Linked DNA regions of Mus musculus: region 1 is linked to region 2. Evidence: chromatin contacts called from public Hi-C data. All regions are on one chromosome and are shown on one strand. The core of a region is the stretch at or near the end of the contact, and the rest is flanking DNA. Distances in the headings are between cores, read along the strand shown. Region 1 has its middle 58 kb from the start of Gm12159. Region 2 has its middle 75 kb from the start of Gm51859.

Evidence for each region. A called contact is a pair of places that touch in the nucleus more often than the background predicts.
Region 1: a contact with region 2 is called in a Hi-C map of the C2C12 cell line, with 1.9 times the contacts expected there. The contact joins two enhancer-like sites. A contact is called at or near these places in 2 of 15 datasets of contacts at CTCF or cohesin (large pre-B cells and pro-B cells), 5 of 484 Hi-C or Micro-C datasets (the 3T3-L1 cell line, 3T3-L1-derived adipocytes, the C2C12 cell line and 2 more) and 2 of 115 datasets of contacts at active chromatin or transcription factors (fibro-adipogenic progenitors and heart atrium).

What each region holds. Positions count from the first base shown.
Region 1 is chr11:45,171,565-45,178,707 of GRCm38.p6, forward strand. No RefSeq gene overlaps it. Among named protein-coding and RNA genes, the nearest start is that of Gm12159, 58 kb to the left of the region's middle. Within about 2 kb of position 4,022, at least 38 of the 459 cell types and tissues checked have an H3K27ac peak or open chromatin away from gene starts, as enhancers often do. A contact at or near this core is called in the C2C12 cell line, where this site is marked.
Region 2 is chr11:45,010,084-45,017,240 of GRCm38.p6, forward strand. No RefSeq gene overlaps it. Among named protein-coding and RNA genes, the nearest start is that of Gm51859, 75 kb to the right of the region's middle. Within about 2 kb of position 2,183, at least 4 of the 459 cell types and tissues checked have an H3K27ac peak or open chromatin away from gene starts, as enhancers often do. A contact at or near this core is called in the C2C12 cell line, where this site is marked.

The sequences.
Region 1 (7,143 bases), core at 2,772-5,271, 160 kb after region 2:
GAAAACTACAGATTGGTAATTCTGCTAACAACCTACTTAATCTGACATATTCAATATGTTAACATCACCATAAGTAATTAATAGCAAAAAAATATTAAACAATCACTCGGAACACCTTTTCATCTTTTCATACTGATCTTTGTATTCCTGTCTGAATCGAACATTGCTGAGGTGATCTCAGGTATGAAAAACCATCTGTGACAAGACAACGGGTAGCATTTGGGAAAGGGAAGTTCTTTTCCAAAATAAGTATGGCCATAGGACTAGTTTGGCAATGTCCCTAGTGTCCCTAGGGTGATTTAGTGAGATGTGTGGGAAGTACTGCAGACAACACCTGGAGATGTCTATACAGCAGACTATCATTGCCAATACGCGCTCTCCTGAATTGCAATAATGTTAGTGGGCAATTGGGGGAGGGGAGACAGGTATTGTTTATTGTTCTCCCTTCTGTATAAAAACTCTTCTTCTTGAGGATCAGACGTCTTTTCCAAGCCCCTGGAGCTTCCTTGATCACTACTTTCAGGATCTCAGAACTGGTTTTCTGGCTCGTTGGAAATCAGCTCTCCTGAGAGTTAGAGCAGAAGCAAGAGGCCAGGCAATAAAACGTGGTGTTTAAGGAATGAACCACAGCCAGTGGCCTCTCCAAGACCCTGGAAGGATAAGCAACATCCACTCTTAATCAACCTCTCTAAGAGTCTCCTTGAGCCATCTCACACGTGTGTGTGTGTGTGTGTGTGTGTGTGTGTGTGTGTGTGTGTGTTCTTCTTATCTGTTTCTTATTTGATTCCCTCCCCCACATTTCATTTCCCTGCCTGCATTACTTGTACTCTGCAGGAGCAATAAACCCCTAGATCTTTGAGGAAAAAATGGGGCCGTCTCTCATTGGAACCAAAGACTCCAGTCTGCTTTCTTCCTCTAAATAGCTAGGTCCTACTGGGCATCCTCATCTGAGCTGATCTCTTGAATAGTCAATAGCATGATGATACACTTTGCTCTTCTCCTGCTTGAATGCAAAGCAAGTCTCATCAGGGAAGCCTTAGTCCTTTGACACCAGGGACCAGCCCAGATTTCATCGCCAATATTGTGATGGAACAAGAAGAATTGTACGAGGAAACAACAAATCCCCTTATTCAGGCTGCCCATCCCAATTCCTTTAAAGAGTGGCTTTCTAAATCAAGAGAGTATCTCTATGCCACCAGTCAACTTGTGTTACTTAAGAGACCCAGTGCTCTTGTGAGACTATGCCGGGGCCTAGCAAACACAGAAGTGGATGCTCACAGTCAGCTATTGGATGGATCACAGGGCTCCCAATGGAGGAGCTAGAGAAAGTACCCAAGGAGCTAAAGGGATCTGCAACCCTATAGGTAGAACAACATTATTAACTAATCAGTACCCCGGAGCTCTTGACTCTAGCTGCATATGTATCAAAAGATGGCCTAGTCGGCCATCACTGGAAAGAGAGGCCCATTGGACACGCAAACTATATATGCCCCAGTACAGGGGAACGCCAGGGCCAAAAAAAATGGGAATGGGTGGGTAGGGAAGTGGGGGGGGAGGGTATGGGGGACTTTTGGGATAGCATTGGAAATGTAATTGAGGAAAATATGTAATAAATAAAAATAAATAAATAAATAAATAAATAAGTTAAAAGATATCGTCTGCAGAATCCATACTAGTTGTATAACATTGGGCTGATTGCTAAGCTTTGCTGAGCCTTGGGTCCATGTGAATAACTGTATGGCATAATGGTATATTCTTGGGTTGTGGTTATGTAAATAGGGTGATCAACTGGTATTAGTTAAAAGAATTAACTAAGAACCTGGCATATGAGATGTAATGCGGTGCTTACTAATTTTTCTCTTTCTTCAGTGGGGTGAATGGTTGCTTGGACAAATTTCATTTCATGTCTTCCCAGTGTCATGTCTCGGGTCCTATCTTGCACCTGGTATGTTAAGGAACAGCTTTCCCTAAAGTGTGATGCCTAGCCTAGGAGTTGAGTGTCATGAGGATACTGGAGACTGGGAATATGAATGACATATTTGAGAAGAAGCGGGAATTTGTGGGGTAGGGGGAGACCCTCCTTAGTTTATAACTGATTCCTGCAGCAGTAGAGTCCTGGCAAGCCAGATCTGCAAGGGTCACATTCCCATGATATGGGCACCATGCTTGCTGCCCCCTGCTGGGAGATGGCCTGGCACTTAAATGAATACAGTTCACACAAGTCCTTCTGAGGTGCTTTGATGCTGTCATTTGAAACTCAACTAGTTGGGGAGGGAGGAGAGAATGGTACAAATGGGTTTGCTGTGTGACATTCATACATCTGGCCGAATCTTGATGTGCAGGATTGCATCTTCTTTGTGTTTGGCTTTGGCAATCCTGGGAACGATTATCCTCTTGCTGAATGAGAAAGGGCAGCTCCATGTTACAATTATAGTTACTTTCGTTACCAATAAAACAGTGGGAGTGAAAATTAATATTAATGAACTAACATATTATCTCTCATGCTACATTAGGACTTTTATAGAGGGAAGCCTGTGCATATGTGAGTTAACAGAAAGCCAAATTTGGAACTGGCAAACATTTTACATAGAACTTGAGAAAACCACAAATGTTTTCCCTCCCATGTACCTCTAACATTCCCTCAACCATGCGCTAGGGACTAGCAAATGTATTTTTACAGAATCCATAGAGTAATGACTTTATATTTATGGACTACTGGAGTGACCATTCAACTTTGTCCCTGTTCTGTTAAAGCAGTGATTTAGAAACTAATAGGTTTGGCTATGTCCCAATGAAACATTATTTACAAAAGCCACACACTGAGATGGAGATGGAGTTCAGTGGATAGAATGCTTGCTTAGAATGTCCCGACTTTGATCTTTAACACCACAGAAAAACAGGTATGACCTTATACACCTATAATCCCAACATTCAGGAAGTAGAGTCAGGAAGATCAGATATTTAAAACCATTCTCAGCTCTGTGTGAGCTCCAGACCAGCCTAGGTTACATGAGACTGTGTCTCCAAAACAAAGAAACAAAACCATACAACCAGCTTTGATTTGTGGGGCCCACTTTCAACTAACCCTTGCTCTCATCTAATAAACAATAGCCAAGAAAATATATGAAACCTATACAAATGTGTCTTTGTTATCTCAGCCTAAGGTAGATTCAAAACAATTACATTTTCAGATTGGGGTAGGAATTAAAAGAGTAAAAAAGGTACTATTTTATGTTTGGAAAGGGGTCACAGATATGCATAGTTCCAATCTCTGAGAATGAGAGAAAAATGAAGATAATTAAACTGGATAGAAGGCAGGATTAACACATGCCTTACACACTCACTAGAAACCCACATTCTAGACACAGATTGAGTCAGTAGTGACTCAGCTATTGTAGAGGATTTTGTTTTTACTTTTGCTTCACCTTTTGCAGACATGTCTGATGCACCCACAAAACGGACCATGAGCAATGTCTTGTCCTCCTTAGTTTAAAAAGTATAAGGACAGGTCCAATCTGGCTTTTTGTAAGGAGCTCTGAAGGATCCATGGAAGTCATTAGAAGCAAAAAATTAAAAAATAATAAAAAACTGGTTATATTAGTGTTGTAACTGGGCATTGACACCATATGACATAATTGGCTCTCGCCTCTGTGCTCCATCTGACTCCAGCATTCTGAAGCCATTTCGTAACACCACTGAACATCTGCTGGGAATCAGAGTTCTACACCCAGGGAAGGAGAACCGTACGGAGGGCGTGGCTTCCCTTAAAGTGCAATAATATGGTGTTAAAGTGTCACATATCTAAATTTGCGACAATAATTATATAAACACAGACTAGGAGACTATAAGGGGGCGGGAAGCTACATCAGTCTTAAAGACGGTAACTCTCAGGAGAGGCAGCTTGAGAGACTACAGTGAAGTTGGTTAAGTTTTCCAGGGGTTGGAATTGAATATATTAGGGAGGAATGAAGACGAAGCTAGTCATGTTTTTACTGCTGTTTCTCTTCCAAGCCCTTACTCACTTGAAGCCAGAGTTATGTATTAACAAGCAGAAATCATTAACTTGGGTATTTCATTTAGCCAAGCACTATATGCAACAAAATAGGCTTCCAAGCTGCTTGAATGTCATCTTGCTTTCCACACTTTTCCTAAACTGAACTCACACAGATTCTTCCAGAAACAGCATCTTTAAAACCCACCCCAAAATATTCCATGGTGCTTACTCTAACATGAGTTGGAAATTCTGTGTGTGTTTGTGTATGTGTGTGTGTGTGTGTGTGTGTGTGTGTGTGTGTGCGTGCACAAGAGAGAGGGGGTATGGAGGAGAGGACTTGGATCATAAGGGATTAGCTTATCTACAACTTCTTCCAAATTGTAACTATTTGTGGGTTCATGTGGTCTCCCAAGGCCAAAGCAAAATGTCTTTCGGCACAAATTTAAGTCTGTTCTGGAAGCAGTTGGTAGACTGCTTGTGTGTTCCACTCTAAAGGTAATGAGACAAACTAGACTTTTGGGCAGGATATCTCTCTCTCTCTCTCTCTCTCTCTCTCTCTCTCTCTCTCTCTCTCTCTCCCCCCGACCAATAGACACCACCTCTTTTTTTCTTCCCTCCCTCCCTCCTTCCCCCTGCTCAGTGTGTGTGTGTGTGTGTGTGTGTGTGTGTGTGTGTGTGTGTGTGTATGTGTGTCTTTCATGTTCAAAAGGTTGAAGTGAGACTCCAGTGACTAGATTCCCTCAATAAATGGATTTGTCAGAATGGTGAAAATTCCAAATTTCTTTGTTCATTTCTGCTGTTTCCTTGTAGGGGTTTAGAGTTTTGTGAGTAATAAAACACTACATATAAAAAGAAAATCTCAACTACTTCCAAAACAAGCACTCCCAGGGCTTAATCTGCATCAGACCACTTAGGACATATGATTTCTTACTTCAATCACATTCATATCATGCCCACATTTTGTCAAATTAAATATCATTCATATTCTGCTTATTTTTCTTTAAAGTATCCTTTCCTCCACATCAATTTGCATAAAAGTGAAATTCTGTATTGCTGCTATTAAGAGGAAAACATTTCTACTTGTCAGGAAGATATTTGCTACAAAAACATGAACGGAGAAAACTAAAACACACCCTTATAACAATCTAATTACATACACTTTGGCCAAGGTTCCATGGACAGCCAGTTCTCTCTCAGACAAGGAAGCTGAGAAAGCATTATGAGGTTGCTGGGGGGGGGGGAGGTGCAAACTGCATCTTAAACAGGCTCTTCTTGGAGAAATCAGGGAGGCGGAGAGAGAACTGAGGAGAACCAGCCTCACAGTGGAGTCAACACTGCTTAGTGTCCACTTTGAATGGGATCTCCGGGTGCTACTCTGTGCCTTTGCTCACTTGGCAATTGAGGGATTATTCTGCTAGGTGTTTTATGCCCTGTATATAAATGTAGCTGTGTGTGTTTGTTTGTGTGAGAAATCATGTGTGTGTTTAAGCCAAAAGTCTACTTTGGATGTCAGCACCATACATATTGTTTTTATAGGATCTCTCATTGGCCTGTATCTTGCTTGAGTAGGCTAGGCCAGCTGGCCAGCAAGCCACAGGGACCCGCCTTGCTCCATCTTCCAGTACTGGCTATTACATCATGCTTGCCTTTTGTTTTAATGAGTTCTGGAGAATTGAACTCAGGTTCTTGTGTTTGAAAGGCGAATGCCTTACTGTCTGAGGTACAGTGGCCCCCACCCATACGCAATGTACTTCTTGGTCCTCCTGCTAATTGGCCATTTAGAAAGAGGCATAATCCTCCCTTTTTTTTTTCTATTAAAGGTGGGTTGCATGATGATCTCAGGCCATACATACATCGCCAACGAGAAGGCTTGCTCTGGCCTTTAGAAATATTTTCATTCAAAATTATATGTGGCAGTCTATTGACAAAAATGGTGGTGCACATCTTCAATCACAGTTCTGGGGAGACGGAGGCAGGTCTACCTCTGTGAGTTTAAATCCTATTGATAAAATCCCCACTGTATTTTATGTATTTTCACTCAGAGAACTCACTTGTCTTCCTCAGGAAAGGGAAAACATATTTTAAATAAGTTTCAGTTATCTTTGATTCTCCACTGAGGTGACTCTGCACATCAACATAAAGACTATGATGGCTCAGTAAGGTTCATCCACATGTGCATTTACACATATATATAGGTGGGAGTCGGATAAGGTGTAGCTAATTTGACGTGCCAGCAGTTAGGTCTTTGAACCCCTTGAGCCCAGTAGCTTTGAGGAAGCTTTTACTGGGCATAGTATTTCTAATATAGGTAGCATAGAAAACTGAGCTACAGCTCCTGAGAAAGCTGAAGTGTATGGATTCTAGTGCACAGTTTATCTACTATAGGACCATTCTCTGGTTGCTATTCAGGATGTCTGAAAGTCCCTGTCCGCAGGCTTTAGTCCACATTGTGTGCCTTGACTGAGGCAGCAACTCCATCATAAGGCTCGGTGGCTTTATTTATTGGAGTAAGTTCTGAGGGAAATGAATTGATCATCTACGCAATTTGGTTATCACATATTACTGGTGCGATTCTGCCAAGTTAAACAGCCAACCCCTGTTATGGTGACGGTAGAATTGGAGTGTCTACAAGAGAAGAGATGGGCTGTTAACTCCATCAGCTGTATAAACAAAGTTTCTGACCAGTGGAAAATGTTAGCCAGTATCCAAGGCAAGGGAAGGGCTTTAGACAAAATATCAGAGGAACTGCTGATGGAACATAACATGTCCCCAGACTCAGTGGGGGAAAGAGGCAAAAGGCTCCTTCCCACGAATAGTGTGAGCCCGAATCTGATGAGCTATCCTGCTGAAGCATAACGGAAGGGGCATGAGAATGGGGTGTGTTCCCATCAGCCAGCACAGCTCTTAGAATCATGTTGAAGCCGAGTCTGAGTCGCAGTGCTCAAAAGATCTGTTACTCATTGCTGGAGCCGTATCGGATTTAACAAGGAAAGTACAGATTGTAATAAGTGCGTAATAAACATCTTTTGGAATACCACTATTTCAGAGACTTTTTAAAAATGATGAGGACAAAAGGAGTTCTGGGGATGTGTCTGTGTCGTTCTCACTAAGGTAATTCAGTTAGAAAACTCTATAAGTCAATGATTCTA
Region 2 (7,157 bases), core at 933-3,432:
GCAATCACATGCTGCATCTGAAGTGAACATATGGCCAGAGTTGCTCCAGACAATTTGCCCTCACCAGAATGTATGGTCTTCACATCCTTTGGTCACTTTAGGACTTGGTAGATTTCTTTTCTCCAGCATTTGGAGTTGATGATGTTTCACTTTATAAATGTTGAAATCCAATTTAGAAGCAATGATTCAAAACCATAAGTGTTAGTGGCTTGAGAGATGGCTTAGTACTTACGAGTACTGGCTGCTCTTGTAGAGGACCCAGATTAAGTTCCTAGCACTTACATGATGGATCATAATCGTATTTAACACGGATTCAGTTCCCTCTTCTGGCCTCCTCTTGCACTGCACATAAGCATATGGGGTGTCCATATATACATGCAAGTGATACTCATAAACCATATATATATCTACATTCTTGTCCCTTTAAAGTGTCATTTTGGGATTTCTGGCAAAAAGTCCAAGTTACTGAAGGTGTCACTTGAGCAGTCCTTATGGTATAATAGCCAACTATGATCAATACCTTGAGACTTCACTATGAGATAAACCAAGGATTGAAATTACCGGCCATAGGGGTTTGGGAAAGTGGGATCAGGTTCTTGTGGAACCCTGCTGGCTGCAGGCATCAGAGGCTGCTCAAGACACAAACCCACACTAAAAAACCTACCATGATTCCTCTTGCTTCACAGAAGACCCATCACAGATGAATTCATTTTTACATAAAATCTCAAAGAAATGAGTTCTTTTCCGCATGCCATGTTCAAAATCTCAAAATGATCACCTCCACCCTCTTTCACACGATCAATTGTTCATTCCTCAATATATTACATTCTAATCAGCCCCCAAGTTCACCCTATTGCAGGGGGAAACCTAAGCTTATTTGAACTCATTTTGCTTCTGATCTTGACCTGCCAGAGACCTTCTGCTCCATCTCAGGCAGACCTCTCTCCATGTCTCTCTGTCATCTATGGTCTCCCATCTCTGCTCTACTTATATTTTCTTGTTGTTTATGTCACAGCACACATTTATTATCCTCATAAACAGTGGGGAGACTTCCATATTGCATACACGGACCTTAGAGATGTCCTGTAGAGGGGGCAGAGGGAAACTGAGGAACACCTGGAGGTTATTGTAGTGGTCCTCTCAAGACATGAACAGCTTGGATTAGGGAGATAAAAGGGGGAAGTAGATAGGACTAAGAGATGTAAAAGAGCCATCATGGTTCAATGGTCGATGTAATATGGGAGTTAATGGATAACAAAAAAGTCAAAAGAGTAGTCACCAGTATGCATGTTGGGAGCTGGGAATGGAACCTGGGACCTCACACATGCTAGGCATGGACTTTGCTACTGAGCTGCAATGCCCAATTGAATGCTCACACCTTTGACAGAGATAGAGAGAACTTCCCTTTAAGAAGACGTTGGTCTCTCTGGCCTATTTTTCTTACTGTGGAGCCAATGATCCAATCCTTCCTATATCTTCAAATTCAGTTTCCAGAACTAGAAAGATATTGTTTTCATTTTTTTCTTTCTTAAACAAGAGCATCAAGTAGTTTTATCTGGAGAGTTACGGTATGTTGGAACTAATTTTGATCTATTTAGCATATACCCTCCCTCCCCCACCAAAGGTAGAAATTTCACATTCTGTAGCAAGAACAAAAGTTTTGAGTCCTGGAATTAACCCTCAGCCTGCTCACTATGAGCTTTCTGGAGGAAACTTCTAGTGCTGGGAATGATACTCTAAAGAAAATTTCATGCTCTACAAAGATGCAGGTGAACTGTCAATAAAATGGAAGGTGCCCTACTACACATGATTCATTCAATAACATGGATTGCTCCATGAAAGTCAGAAGGGATAAATGGAAATCAAGCTATTTCCGGGCCCTTATAGAAAGGTTTTACTTATGAGATACATTTTTATGGGAGCCTCTTTTGTGTTAAGTTCATAGACATGGCTAACGTTTTGACATGACATTGTCTTGTACGCAGTTCACACTCTGAATTTTACACACCCACACCCACACATCAGTACAAAAATAATCTCATATTTTAAGGAAGTTTTTGATTTTGTGAAGGGTAGCAATTTTGCTATTCTGGGGGCGGGCATGTGGCCCTCCATGAACCATAGATTAGACACCTCTTCAAGCTGAGAGCTAGGGATATGATGATATCATGTTGACTCACACATCTCTCTCACAGCTGCCTAGGGGAGACACAGCAATGACTCAAAGAGTCACAGCACACACTGTAACAAATGCCACTGGATCCCAACATGTCTGAGTGAATCTGTGGCACCAAGTCTACACAGACTCCACTAGCAAGCTCAATAGCCAAACTTAATGAAGCAGCAATCAAATGTCTTGCTTATATCCTCCAATGGCTATTAAAAAGAACCCAATTCTGCTTCAATACCGATTAGTGCTAATAATTAATACTGATAATTAATTCTTTGTTATTGGTCCCCTTGCTCCCCATCTTTGTTTCTTTATTCCACGTGGCGAAAGCCCTCTTTCTGTTCTTCAGGTGTTTTTATTGCTAACTTCTTCCTTCTTCACTCTTATTCACTGCTTGGTTCTTCATGACATCCCTTCTGGCAGCAAAGCTCCTTCCCCTTTAGCAGAGAAGGGAAAGGGGGAGACATTGTGCTAATCAAACATGATCTCCTGTGGCAGGACAACAGAGGGAAACAGACTCTTAATATTCAACTTTTAATAACATTTGACTTATTCTTTCTGTCTGTATTTACTTATCTATTAGCTTTATTATTTTCTTTAATTTTTTTCCTAGATCTTGATGGCTATTCTTCTTCTCTCTGGTCCAGTGATCTTGTTATTAAAGCATTCTTCTAATAGTAATTTAGCATAAATGTCTTATAGTTATTAAGCAAATTCAACTACATTGAACATCAAATACCCAAGGCTGGTAAAAATTACTTTCCAAATTATCCTTTATATACTAGCAAAATATTGTGGGTGGATGGAGGGACCAGAGAAATAGTTTTTTTGTTTTGTTTGTTTGTTTTCCTGTTTGCTTTCTAAAGGGTGAGAGAAAGAAGGTATGGAAATGGTGTGGAAATGGATGATCGGGGTAATAAGGAGGAGGATTTGGAAGAGACAAGGAAGCAGGAACCATGGCAAGAATATATTGAAATATATATATATATATATATATATATATATATATATATATATATATATATATATATGTATGGCTGCAGAGTCTATATAAACACACACTCACACACACACACACACACACACACACACACACACACACACATAGACATACATGGAGAATACCATAGGGTATTGAATAACCAATTAGAGTGTTCTTCCCTGGGGAAGATTGTTTTTCCAACTCTTACCATTCTTTAGTTGCTTGTCACTCTTTGTATAGGAGTGGGACTTCTCCCGTGTATGTTAGCATGTTGTCCTAGTTCAGCACATGTTTAGACAGTCATGTAGGTAAGACATTATGGGTATAGCTTCTGACATTCTTAGGAGACACAATCTCACACACAGCAAACTCTATGATCCTCTGGCTCTTAACATTTTTCTGTCTTCTCCAAAATGGTCCCTGAACCTTAGGTGCAGGAGTGGTATTATAGATGTATCCTTTGGGACTGGACTCTGTAGTGTGCAGTTTGATTGGTTGTAGATTTCTGGAATGGTCTCCATCTGTTGAGAAGAGAACTTTCTTTGATGTGGAGTACCAATTGCAGTTGTGGATTTAATGACAAATATTTAGGATATAGTTAGGGATTATGCTGGTTTAATAAAGTAGGCGTTGTAGGTTCTCCACTAAGATCCGTGGCTTTACCAGCCTAGGGTAAATTGATTAGTATTCCAGTACCAGGCATATCCTTCATGTTGAGTGGGTACTGAGTCCAATTAGAGAGTTGTTGGTTACCACCAAGGCATGTGCACCACTGTTGCACACGCTGAGTTAACACGCCATTCTAGCTGTGGTGGTTTACGGGCATCATAGCTGGGTAGAACTGTTGTTTGCATCATTTTGGAAGCTTGCATGGCACTTTCTGGTACCATGAAAGCTCGTCCCCAGAGAGGGAGCTTTCAAGCTCAAGGGCCTCTGGTTCTGTACCTGAATTGCATTGCATCTTCAAAAATAGGGACTTATGTTCTACCTCTGAAAGGGCAATCAAGGACAACAGTAACAACCTATAATGTTTTGAGGGTCTCTTGACCAACAACTCAAAAGAAGGCTTTTTTTTTTTTAAACCTGCTATTGGGATTTTTGTTAGTTTGTCTTTGGCTCTTGGAGAAAGCATTAGCATCCCAGAGATCAAAAATTATTTAAACTATATATTCTCATTTATGCATAAAATGGTGTATTACACGTATTTTTAGACAGTCAATGATTCTTAACTTTTTTCCAGCCACCCTTACTGGAAGTGCCCCCTTCTCCTTCTGTACTTATCTTTTCCTGCATCTCTAATTAAAGTTCCCTGTTTTTCCAATTGTCCTCTTCAGGTCACTATACTCTTTTATTCTCCTTTTCTGTTGTACCTCCTGGGGGTGGCAATGGTTCCTCTTCAGTTTCTTAGTTTTTCGCACCATGATCTCTTTCTCTATATGTTTGTTGTTGTGTGTAGAGAGGCTATTCATGTGTGTATGTTGATTCTGTGCTCTCTCACACTGTTGGCTTTGTTTAGCATTTCTAGAAGTGTCCTTAGTAGAATTTTGGGGATCACTAATGTATAATATGTCATCTATAAGTAGGGAGAGTTTGATGACTTCTTTTCCTATTTGCAACCCTTTAACTTTCTTTTGCCTTATTGCTCCAACTAGTGCCTCCAGTACATTATTGAAAAGGAGTGGGGAGGGTGGCCATCTCTGTCTCATCTCTGACGTCAGTAGAATTGCTTCAAGCTTTTCTCCATTTAGGATGACGTTGGCTGTAGATTCCTCATATGTTGCTTTTATTATGTTGAAGTGTGTTCTCCTGCTTCTATCTTTTTAAAAATAGTTTAAGAAAGACTGGCTATAAATCTTTGAAAATCTAATAAAATTCTGTTGTGGATCCATCTTGGCCTGGACAGTTTTAATTGGAAGGCTTTTCATTATTAGTTTAATAACCTTCTTTGTTATGGGTCTTTTTAGGTTTTTCTTTTTACTTTTTCTTTTGTTTAACTTTTGGTGGTTTGGCAGAATCTAGAAAGTCATCCATTTCTTTTGGGCTTTGTCTTTCCTGGGAATCACTCTGGCATCTATTCTCCTTTATTTTTTTCTCCTTAATTTCATTGAGCTGTTTCTTTGCGTCTTATTCAAGCTCTTTGAATTCTTCGATAAAATTTATAATTATTCTTTTAAATTATATGATCTCAGGTTCATCTTGGCAACTCTCAGCAAACATTTCTACATGTTTTACAGTACAAATATTACCTTAATCTTTAATCTTTTTATTTTTTTATGAGATCTCAGGATGTGGAGTTCTTAGTTCTGCATCTGATATGAGCAGAGCATGCTATGACAGAAGAGAGGATGTGCTGGTATTGGAGGTTGAAAATGTCTTAGGTGGAAGTAAGTAATATGGACAGAGGGGAAGAAGTTGGTGTGTAGGATGTGCGTCCTAGTCTAAGCCTGGAGTGTGGGAATACATCTTGCTGGATAGCTAGGTAGATTGTGGCATGGGAGAAGCCTGTGGGTTGTGGGGGCAGGCAGGTGTGTTTTAGAAGAAGCTTAGAGGTTGGCTGAGACACAGGCAGAGGTGGACAGACTAGATCAGGGCACTAGATATGGAACCCAGGCTAGATCTGGCAAGTTGGGGTGGGGTGGGGTGGTACATGGAAGGGAGGGGCAGACAGACTCATTGGGAAAGACCCTAGAGAAGGATGTACAGGATCTAGCTAAGTGGAGAAGTTGACCTGTTCTTTAAGAGCAAAAAGAGAAAGTCATGAGCATGACCTCTTCTTGTCACATATGAGAAAAGATATGAAGAAAACACGGCAAATTAAAAGAGCAAAGTTAGCCGCCAAGTGACTTTAGAAACGGTTTATCCAAATAGATGGGCCGATAATATTCACTATGAAAGTATGCATGTTCAGTTCTCATTGGGGCCATCTGGTAAAGGTTCAGTGACTTCAGATGAAAAGGAAGTACTCACATCACCATATAAACCCACAAAGTCCCCATTGGAACTTGAAGGCTTAAACACACACACACACACACACACATATACACACATCTTTATGTATATACTGTATTAAATATAGATATATACACATTCTAATGTTGGCTTTAACAAGAAATCACTCAAATTCTTAACCTTTAGTTATTTAAAAGAAACTGATGGTATTTGTGTTCAAAAATGTGCAGGATGATGTTAAACGATTCACAAATAAGCTCATTACCCAGCACACATTAGTCATCTTGACCATATTAGACATTGTATATGTATAAAGCATCACATATATAATGGATGTTAAATTAAATTATTTCCTGTTTCTTGCTATTATAATCTACCAGCATAATAAACATCTTAAATTAAAGACACTGAACTTGCAAGTCCTTTCTGCTTCATAAAGCCCAAAGGAAAACCATCCTTGGAGACCATTGGACCATCCCTAAGTCTCAGTTTTTACTTAACAAGAGAAAACTTCACAACATTGTCTAGCTAGATTTCCAAAGGTAAACTATGGCTGACACTCATCAGAAGCAAAAGCAAACAGTTCTTCCCACTACATCTCCAGACCACTTTCCTATCTTATTATATCACTATACTGCTTAGCGTCAATGAGGATACCAGGCTATCAAAGTCAGGAAATGAAGGGACTCATTTAGAAACTGGCACATGCTGGGGGTGCTGACTCGGGCCATACGTTTATCGTTTATCGAGTGAGGACTCATTACTCCTGCCAAAGGTAGAAAGAAGAATTGGGTGAGAATCAAACAACTCAGGAATACAAGGAGAAGAAGAAACAGACTTTGTTTTTGTTTTTGCTTTTGATAAATGGCCCTTAGAGTATAATCCTACTAGCACTATCCTAGTTGGAAAAAAATACCAATATTGCAGGATTCAGTGAAATTATTTTAGAGTAAATTTAGATGTGATTAATACATTTATGAGATGGCCAGGATGAAGCAGATGAGGGGACCCATAGTTTGCATTCCAGGTGAAAAAAATTCTTGAAATAACCTACCA